2 separate regions of the Sus scrofa genome follow, and region 1 is linked to region 2. Evidence: chromatin contacts called from public Hi-C data. All regions are on one chromosome and are shown on one strand. Each heading gives the region's core, a stretch centred on a gene start, on an enhancer-like site or on the middle of the called end of the contact. The rest is flanking DNA. Distances are from core to core; before and after follow the strand shown.

Region 1 (4,443 bases), core at 1,309-3,808, 85 kb after region 2:
GGATCCGGAATTGCCATGAGCTGTGGTGTACGTCACAGATGTGGCTTGGATCGGGCATTGCTGTGGCTATGATTCGACCCCTAGCCTGGGAAACTCCATATGCCTCAGGTGCGGCCCTAAGAAAAAAAAAAAGGATGAAGATTACTTTTCCATTGAATCACAACTCAAGTTTTCCTAGAAATAATAATTATATTTTGTTTGTTTGCTTAGATTTTCATGTAATTATTCATTTAGCTTTAATCTCTCCCCAAGTTGGCTATATATCTTCTCAATAAAGTCCGGAAAACATTATGTCAATTTCATATTTTGGGCACCATCACTCCCTGAACCTTCTGATCTGCTCCAACCTCAAGTGGTTGTTTTCTGAGCCTAACGCGCAGCCGCTATCCTGGCAGCTCCCTTCTTCGTTACCCTGGGGATTCCTTTTGCCTTACTCTTGAGTTGCATTTCTTGCTTCCTGAATCCCACCTTTCCTGTTTCTTGCTTCATCCCCTCATTTGGATGGTGTACCTTTCCCTCCAGTAGCTTTTATTTCTTTTTGGTAAACATAACATAAAATTTACCCTTTTAACCATTTTTAAGGCTAGAGTTCAGTGGCATTAAATATATTCGCATTATTGTGCAACCAACACCACCATCCATCTCCACTTCATCATCCCCACCTGAAATCCTGTCCCCATGAAACAACCCATCATTCTCACCTCCACGCAGCCCCTGGTAACCAGTACTCTACCTTATGTTTCTACGTATTAGACTATTTTTGGCACCTTATATAAGTGAAATCATATGGTATTCGTCCTTAAGAAAGTGTATGAAAGGTATAATTTTTGAGAATATACCTATCTAAAAATTATTTACTTTCTCACTTACTGATAATTTGGCCGGATATAGAGTTCCAGGTTGCATGTACTTTTCCCTTTTAATCTTGAAGGCACTGCTTCAGTATATATACCATTTAGGATCACGGACTCTGGAGCAGGACTGCTTGGTTCAAATCCCAGCTCTACCATTTATTACTGGTGTCATTTGGGCAAGTTACATAGCTCCTTTGTTCCTCAGATTTCCCACCTGTAAAAGAGAGATAATAGTAGTAACTATTTCTATAAGGTTGTTGTAAGGATGAACTGTAAAGCACTTAATATAGCACAACATAAAGTCAACCTGAACTACTCTAGTCTCTCTGCAGCTTCTAGTGCTGCTGTCAAGAAGTATGAAGCTGTTTTGATTTTTGATGCTTTCTAGGTCACTCATTTCTTTTTCTTTACAAGTTGCTTAAATCTGTTTGCACCAATATTTTGAAATTTCATAGTGATGTTCCTTTATGTAGGTCTATTTTCACCCATTCTGGGCACTCAGGAAGTCCTTTCAATCAGAAAACTTGTGTCCTTCTGTTTGGGGAAATACTATTGATTAATTAACTAATTAACATTATATTTAATGACAGCCTCTGCTCCATTTCTGGAACACCTATCATTTACTTGATGTGGTCTGTCCTTTATTTTTTACCTATAACTTTTATCAGTCATTTTTTTTTTCACATAACGTTCCAAGAGCTCTGCCTTTTTCTCATTTCCTTTTTTAAAAAAGCAACCCAGCTTGTTCTTGTTTCATAGATGTACATATTATTTTATCTGAAAATTTTAATGAAAAAAAACCCTCTGGTTTTCTTCTCCCTTAATAGCCTTGGTGTTTTGCTTGCTCTTACTACCTCTTTAACAGTAGAATCTTTCTTCTGACAGCCGGTGATTCTTGAAATTTGCAAAGTGGGGCCAAAAAAAAAAAAAAAGGGGGAAGAAAAGAAAAAAAAAGCGCTAACTGGAGCTTTTAATTGGAAGCTGTCTGTGTATAGATGGGGTTTGTCAACTCTGGGCTTCACCACAGAGAGTGATCTTATTGGATCTGATCAGGAGCATGTCATGTCAGTATTTTTTCTCTTTGGCCAGATTCACCAGAGAAGAATCTGACAATCTTCTCTCTGGAGGATGTATGTTAGTTAGGCTTCCAACCTGCTGGAAAAGAGGGCTTGGGCAGTATTTAAATTTTCATTTAATCCTCTTGTTTTTAATGCACTTAGCCTCTCCAGGGAATAAACTTCCCATCAAACAGGGCGCCAAGCCCAGAAGATGCGCTAGGATGACCCACTTTGGAGCGGCTTGTGCGGAGCCCAGTGTTGCCAAGGCGGACGTTAGCTTTCTAACCTTCTTGTCTGTCTGGCTGCCTGTTTCCTGAGGCCACTTAAAATTCATGGAACTCCCTTAGAAAGCAAGGCTGTCAGGCTGGAAGGCTACACAGACCCTGATAATGGGCTTTGAAAAAAATGTAAAATTTTTTACATTTAAAAAATGTAAAACAAACAAACAAAAAACACCCCACAAACCAACAAAAAACAAACAACAAAAAGGCCATAATGCTGTTTGGTCCATGGAATACAAAATGGCCAGTCAAAATTTGGGAGTGCATTTTTGTGGGGGGGGGGTCTCTGTTCATTTCTGCACCTCAACCTTTTGCGGCCTAACAATGCTCCTCCTTCTGAGGGCTGTCTTCTACTTTGAATACCCTAGAGTTTGACCAAAGCGCCAGCTGACCGAAACAAGTAGCCAACGCCCTAGCATAAGGCTGGGCCGGATTCGGGGTTCAGGCTGCGCGGTCAGGCTCTCGAGCTCTCGCACGAATTTTCTTGCGAGCTGCAAGTGGGGGCGCCGCCGTCGCGGCTGAGGGGCCCAACTGCCTTTTGCAGCGCCCTTCGGCCACCGGCTGCAGCCCTGCTTGGCTCCTACCCTTTAGGGTCAAGGGTCGCGGGCAGCGAAGCCCCAGGGGACCGGGCAGCCCCGCGTCCCCGGAAGCGCTGGCTCTCGGGCTCGGGCTGCCGCGTTCCTGGCCGGCGCGCTTGAGCGCTCTGCGGCTCAGGCCTCCCCGTCACTGGCGACCTGCCCCCGCCAGGCCCGCTCCGGTCCCTGGAGACGCGAGCGACACCGGCCGCCGAGGGTAAGCGCTGAGCGACCTACGTATGTTCTGGAAGCCGGCGCGGGGCCCGGGAAAGGTCGGGGTCTCGGGCGGCTCCTCTAAGCGCCCGAGGCGCAGGCCGCCGGGGTTTCAAGTTCAGGGCGCGGCGACTGCGCTGCTTCCCTTCCGCTCCTTCTCTTCCGCCCTACAGAGCGCGGTGGGTCTGGGGGCCTCTCAGCGCGCGGGGACAACGCCCCTGCGCGGCACCGGGCGGCCACGGCCCTGGTCCCCGGCTGTTTGCCGCTGCCGCCCCACCCCGCCTCACTTTCTGTCCTTGTCTACCCTGCCCGGGCCCAGCCCCGCCGCCTGCCCTTCTCAACAAGTGCAGCCCCGCTCGCCCGGCTGGGACCTGGCGCCTGCTTTCTCTTTGCTTAGTTCAAGAAGCCCCTCTAGAAAACACACCGGAGGGGGGAGCTTTGGGTCAAGAGAAGGCTTTTTTTTTTAATCTAAAAAGGCCTTCCTCCTGCGCACCTGGTTTTAATAAGAGCCTGGGGAGAAATATGGCCGGGGGCCTGAAGGATCCCCAAGAAATTCTGTCCAGGGAAAGAAGGGTGCACGTGGATTGTACGTGAGCAGACGCACTCACTGTACGTTTGTAAAGACCTCGTGCACTTTTCAACTTTAACTGTGGCTTAGAGAGGTTGTAGGTGGTGGTGATACTAGACGTGGGAAAGAAACGTCAGTTAAAAACACATTTATTAACGTTGAGGACAAGGAGATCGCACAGTTGTGCACAATGTAGTCTTTTCTTTCCAGCTTTAATAACAAAAAAGGAAAATCGAAACAACCCTGCCCCAGTCCTATACGCCCCACCTGCCTAGTCCATGTGCCCACGTATTTTTCTTTTACAGAGTTGCATTTAGAGGTACTCAGCATTCTTATTTCCAATCCTGGAACAAGGGAGGTGAATTACATCCCAGCAGAACGGAAGTCTTCATTAGTTCTGAGAAAAAGATCTTTCAGTACATGAGCTGGAAGTTAAAGATTGTATCATGCTTTCAACCTATGTTATAAAAGTTTAAAGGATAAAGGACATGAAAGGCTTTTTTAAAAGACCCTTGTGAGACATATAAATATATGTCCATACACATTCTTTTTGCATCTTCGTTTAAAGCCAAGAACAAATTTTCCAGTATAGCTCTTTGATCTTTGGACTCTTAACTTTACCTTGTACTAGAATTTTGAGAACACTAATTTTTTGTCAAACATTTCTTAAACCCCTAATCAGCATTAAATCAGAGACCTCAGGGTTGTACTGATGTTCTCTTTGCTTGGAAGGGTTTCCTTTTGCCTTTGCTTTGCTAGCTCCTCCTTATTCAGATTGCTGCTCCAATGTCCATTCCCCACCCTGAGCCCATACAACAAAGATGTTTTATTTTCTTCAAAGCATTTACCATGATCTGAAATTACTAATTTGATTATTGCCTGCCCCCACCTCAA
Region 2 (4,396 bases), core at 401-2,900:
CCTAGCTACCCTTTACTCAACGCAAATTAACGAAGACCAAAATGTAAGAAACGGAGAGTAAGTCAAGGCTTTTTAAAACGCGCGACTTCTTTATAACACTGCAACTACCTTGACTGTTGCTTAACGTCGGCTTGGCTGAAAAGCTTTGGACTCCATTCCCGGCCAGACTCGAGTAAGAGGCCCGTGGGCAACCCGCCCTTCCCGCCCCATGCTCCTGTCAGTCCCAGGCTGAGCCGTCGCCGCCTCCTTCTGGGGTTTTCAGGGAGACGCCCCTGAAACGCACTCCAATCCAGGTTCCCAGAGCTTCTCCTTACCTCGGGTCTGTTCCCCCATAGAAGCCGACTATTTTGGAAGAACCAAATAAAGAAAACAAAACCCCAAATACCTGCTCTGGGGCTCAGGACTCCCAAAGAATTGTCTAGGTGGAGAGAGGAATCCGATTTGGTAGTGCCAGGCACGGGGAGCTTCCAACGGTGTGAACTCTGCTTTGGACCGGGGCTGCTGTAGGCTCTCCTTGTCGGCCCCCTAACCTGGCTTGTGCATCCTAGTCATCCAGAGTGGCACTCCCGACTGCAGTAAGCGGAGGCAGAGTTCAGCGGGAGTGGCTCTGGGAACCAACTAGTCCTTCGGGCTTTGTATCTAAACCTTCCTCATTCTCTACCCTCCAGACTCGGCGTCAGGAATCTGAGCGTTTCCTTAGGGTTTTCCTTCCTTGCAAACTAACCGCTGTTTTCCTTGCTTCACTTAGAAAAATTAGTTACTTCTCGCTAGAAAAGGGAGATTAAGTGATGCGGCCACTGATTTTAGGTAAGTGGCAACCGCCTTTCTTTGGGCACAAACTTCACCATGTCACCAACTACCGGACGTTGGAAATACGCCCCGCCCTGTATATCACAACTGATGCAAGCTCCAGGTCACCCACGTTCGCCTTGCGTTTGGCCTCTGGAATCCACAAGGAGCCACCTTGCTCCCCAGTGACCCCGAGAGATTACGGCTACCACTCCAACCCGACGGCTCTAGGAGCAATAGTTGGATTCGCCGGCGCAAGGCAGGGGAATCCACCTCTTTGAAGTCACGGAAAGTTCTCTGCGTTTTCCTTAAGTTCCCGCCCTCGTGGAGCCCCCGGCTCCTCCCTCCAGCCTTCCCTCACTGATTAGCAACCCCATCCCCACCCCCGTCACACAGAGATGCAGAGGGGACATTCACTGCTCACCTGGAGGGTCTCGCCAGTGCCCCGAGGCACCCACACTCGCGAAGGCCGAGAAGGGGAGGTGGAGGGAGGACCGTATCTCACAGGCCAGCGGAGAACGCTTGGCGGGTAGGAGAGGAGGGTGCCTCTGAGAGGGACCCTCCCTCGGGCCCGCCCCCCCCTCCCCACTACGAAGACGCCCCCAAGGAGTCGCGCGCCCAGCCTGGATCGGCTAGGGTAGCGGTGTGAATGGAGCGGCCGACACTCCTGACTCCTCCTCCTCCCCCGCTGCCGGCCCCTCTTATTTGAGCTTTGAGAAGCTGGGGGCAGCCAGGCAGCTGGGGTAGGGAGTTCAAGGCAGCGCCCACACCCAGGGGCTCTCGCAACTCGACCGCCTATCCGCTCCGCACTTCCCGCCCTCCCTCCCACTCATTCACCCACCCACCCAGAGCCGGGACGGCAGCCCAGGAGCCGGGCCCCGCCGCCTCCTCACCGCGATCCTGGACTTCCTCCTGCCACAAGAGCCGGCGTCCACGTGTGCCCCGGAGCCGGCGCCTTCGCACTCACTCCGCTCCGGGCCTGGGTGCCTTCAGCAGCCCGAGCAGCTGGGGATCCGGGGCCCGGGAAGCATCTGGGCCAAGTTAGGCGCGGCGGAGTCGAGCGCGGAGCGTCTGCAAAGCCGGAGGGGCCGCGCAGCGTCCGGTGCTGAGCCACAGCAAATGGGCTCCGACGTGCGGGACCTGAACGCGCTGCTGCCAGCGGTACCCTCGCTGGGTGGCGGCGGCGGTTGTGCCCTGCCGGTGAGCGGCGCTGCGCAGTGGGCGCCGGTGCTGGACTTTGCTCCCCCAGGCGCCTCGGCTTACGGTTCCTTGGGCGGTCCTGCGCCGCCGCCGGCTCCGCCGCCACCACCCCCGCCGCCGCCGCCCCACTCCTTCATCAAACAAGAGCCGAGCTGGGGCGGCGCGGAGCCGCACGAGGAGCAGTGCTTGAGCGCCTTCACTGTCCATTTCTCGGGCCAATTCACCGGCACAGCTGGAGCCTGTCGCTACGGACCCTTCGGTCCTCCTCCGCCCAGCCAGGCATCCTCTGGCCAGGCCAGGATGTTCCCCAACGCGCCCTACCTGCCCAGCTGCCTCGAGAGCCAGCCCGCTATTCGCAACCAGGGTAAGGAGGCTGGGGAGCGCCCCCTACACGCGGGGCGGTAGCGACTGGGTTGCGACCGCGCTCCGGCACTCCCCTGTGCTGCTCCTTCCGTGACCCCAATTCTTATCCAGCTGCCTATCCTAGGGCAGTGAGGGTAGAGGAAGCAGCAGCTGGGGGAGAGGAGGCCCAGGAGAGGGAGTCCTTGGCATGGGCCCTTGACATCTTTCAGAGTGGGGAACCGAACTCTTCGCATGAGGCGGGAGGTTATCTGGGACCCCGCAGACCCGGGGAGATTCTAAGACTCTTCGTCGTGGTAATGGGAAGCGGGAACCAGTGCAATATGTGGCTCTGCCTCGGGGGAGGATGTTTTGTTGCTCAAAACACCATCAAACTTGCCAGTCACTGGACTTTTTAGATATTTAGACTCTGAATTTGGAGTGGGACCAGCTCAGGGTGAACAATCTATCCAGGGGCCACACTAGCCCTTAAGACGATGTTGGTGCACATTAGAAACACAAGTACCTTGGAGCACTAGAATGAGCAAATGAATGAACTAGCGACTGAATAGAGGCTTTTCTGGACCCATGTCCGTGTCCGCGTTTGGCTCCAGGCTCTGGTAGTGTAGAGGTGGGTCTCTCCCGGACTTCAGCTCAAGTCGTGGGCACACGGGCTCCAGGGAAGCTCTGGAAGAGAACCCCTTTTATCCGATTCCGAGCTCTGCGGGATCCCGTCCTACCACAGGCAGTAGAATGAGGCCCAGGCGTCTGCCTGACTTTCAGCCCCCCTCAGGAACCTCCTTGTTGTCTAACGCGGGTCTTAGCTGGCGGAAGACTTTTTTTGCAAGCCTTGGAGGTTAGAACAAGGACAGGTTTATTTATTTCCGTTTTCAGTCATGGTACATCGAGGGACACAGTAGTTTTCTCATTCCCAGCAGGCGTCCACTCTCTTTTCTTTCTCAGGGACCAGAACGGAACCAATCAACCTCAGTATTTTGATTTCTAAATTTATTCTACTTAGGTTTTTGCATTTTTGTAAGCCTAAAACCAGTTCGGGTTGATTCGATATGTTAGGAAGTGCTTTAAGATACGCAAGAGCGGATGCTTTTTCTGGAGCAGAAATTCTCGCGGGCCTAGGGACTGGGATGTTTCTGGAATGCGTGGGTTGGGAAGAGCAGAGTGTGTGCAGTTTGCAGGATGTGCCGGGGGCTTCCAAGCCACAAGAAGGGCCCTGTTCTTCTCGCCTTCGCGGACACAGTCTGAACGCGCTTATCTTGAGGCTTTTCCTACCTTAGCCCAGCCCCAAGCACCTGGCCCCTCAGAAGTCCTGGCGAAACTGAAACCGCTCTCCTCTCCTCGTTGGGGGAATCCGGGATCCGTGTCCTATTGAAGAACCTGTAGCCCACCCACGAAATTCCTCCACCCTAGGTCTTTTGTAAATGATATTAGTTTCGTATTAAAGGTATTGGAAAAGCTCAGTGTCAATTGCAGAAGCTCTAGTTCTCTGATGGTGCCACCTTCAATTAGCAGGCTGGTGTTACCTTTGGCAAATCTCCAGGTCTGTTTCCCCATCGGTAAGAGGAGAGCCCAGACAGGGCATCTTGGTCTTTGAGTCTGACTCCACATTCTGTACCGCAGAAACAGAGGTCCGACCTTTCCCCAGCTTGGGATTCTAAATACAGAAGGCAGCGACCACCTAAACTTGACTGGACCGAGACTGACAGGCAGGTGTGTGATGTGAGTTTCTGTGTGGACGTGTGCTATTTGGAGACTCTTGAGAAGCCATTTGATCTTCGTACCCCCAATGCAAAATACTACCATTATCATATTTGAGCCCTTCTAGGATCTGTGGGGTTATTGGAACCTGGACTTTGTGGCTTTGGTTGGATCCATGTGGCCAGCATTCTACAGGGCAGTCTGGTGCCAGAATCCCATCAACCTAGCCTCAGAGGTGAGATGGTGGGCTTCCTATCCAGAGGGCACTACTACTCTTAATGGAAAAATTCCAATTCCTCTCTAGAAGATAGATCCAGGCTGTGTGTGTGTGTGTGTGTGTGTGTGTGTGTGA

The links. Hi-C and Micro-C count contacts between places; a contact is called where the count stands out from the background.
Region 1: a contact with region 2 is called in a Hi-C map of omental adipose tissue, with 1.6 times the contacts expected there. The contact joins the promoter of LOC100737821 here to the promoter of WT1 in region 2. A contact is called at or near these places in 5 of 47 Hi-C or Micro-C datasets (embryonic fibroblasts, fetal heart ventricle, heart right ventricle and 2 more).

What each region holds. Positions count from the first base shown.
Region 1 is chr2:28,494,464-28,498,906 of Sscrofa11.1, forward strand. It overlaps LOC100737821, which reads left to right and starts at 2,559. Exons shown (of 11, transcript XM_021083225.1): 1 at 2,559-2,985. LOC102162727 (a long non-coding RNA gene) reads right to left here. Exons shown (of 4, transcript XR_002341532.1): 1 at 3,006-4,443; 2 at 871-1,068.
Region 2 is chr2:28,410,271-28,414,666 of Sscrofa11.1, forward strand. WT1 (Wilms tumor 1) reads left to right here and starts at 1,651. Exons shown (of 10, transcript NM_001001264.1): 1 at 1,651-2,353. The coding sequence starts at 1,909. LOC102161978 (a long non-coding RNA gene) reads right to left here and starts at 1,342. Exons shown (of 4, transcript XR_002341531.1): 1 at 1,214-1,342.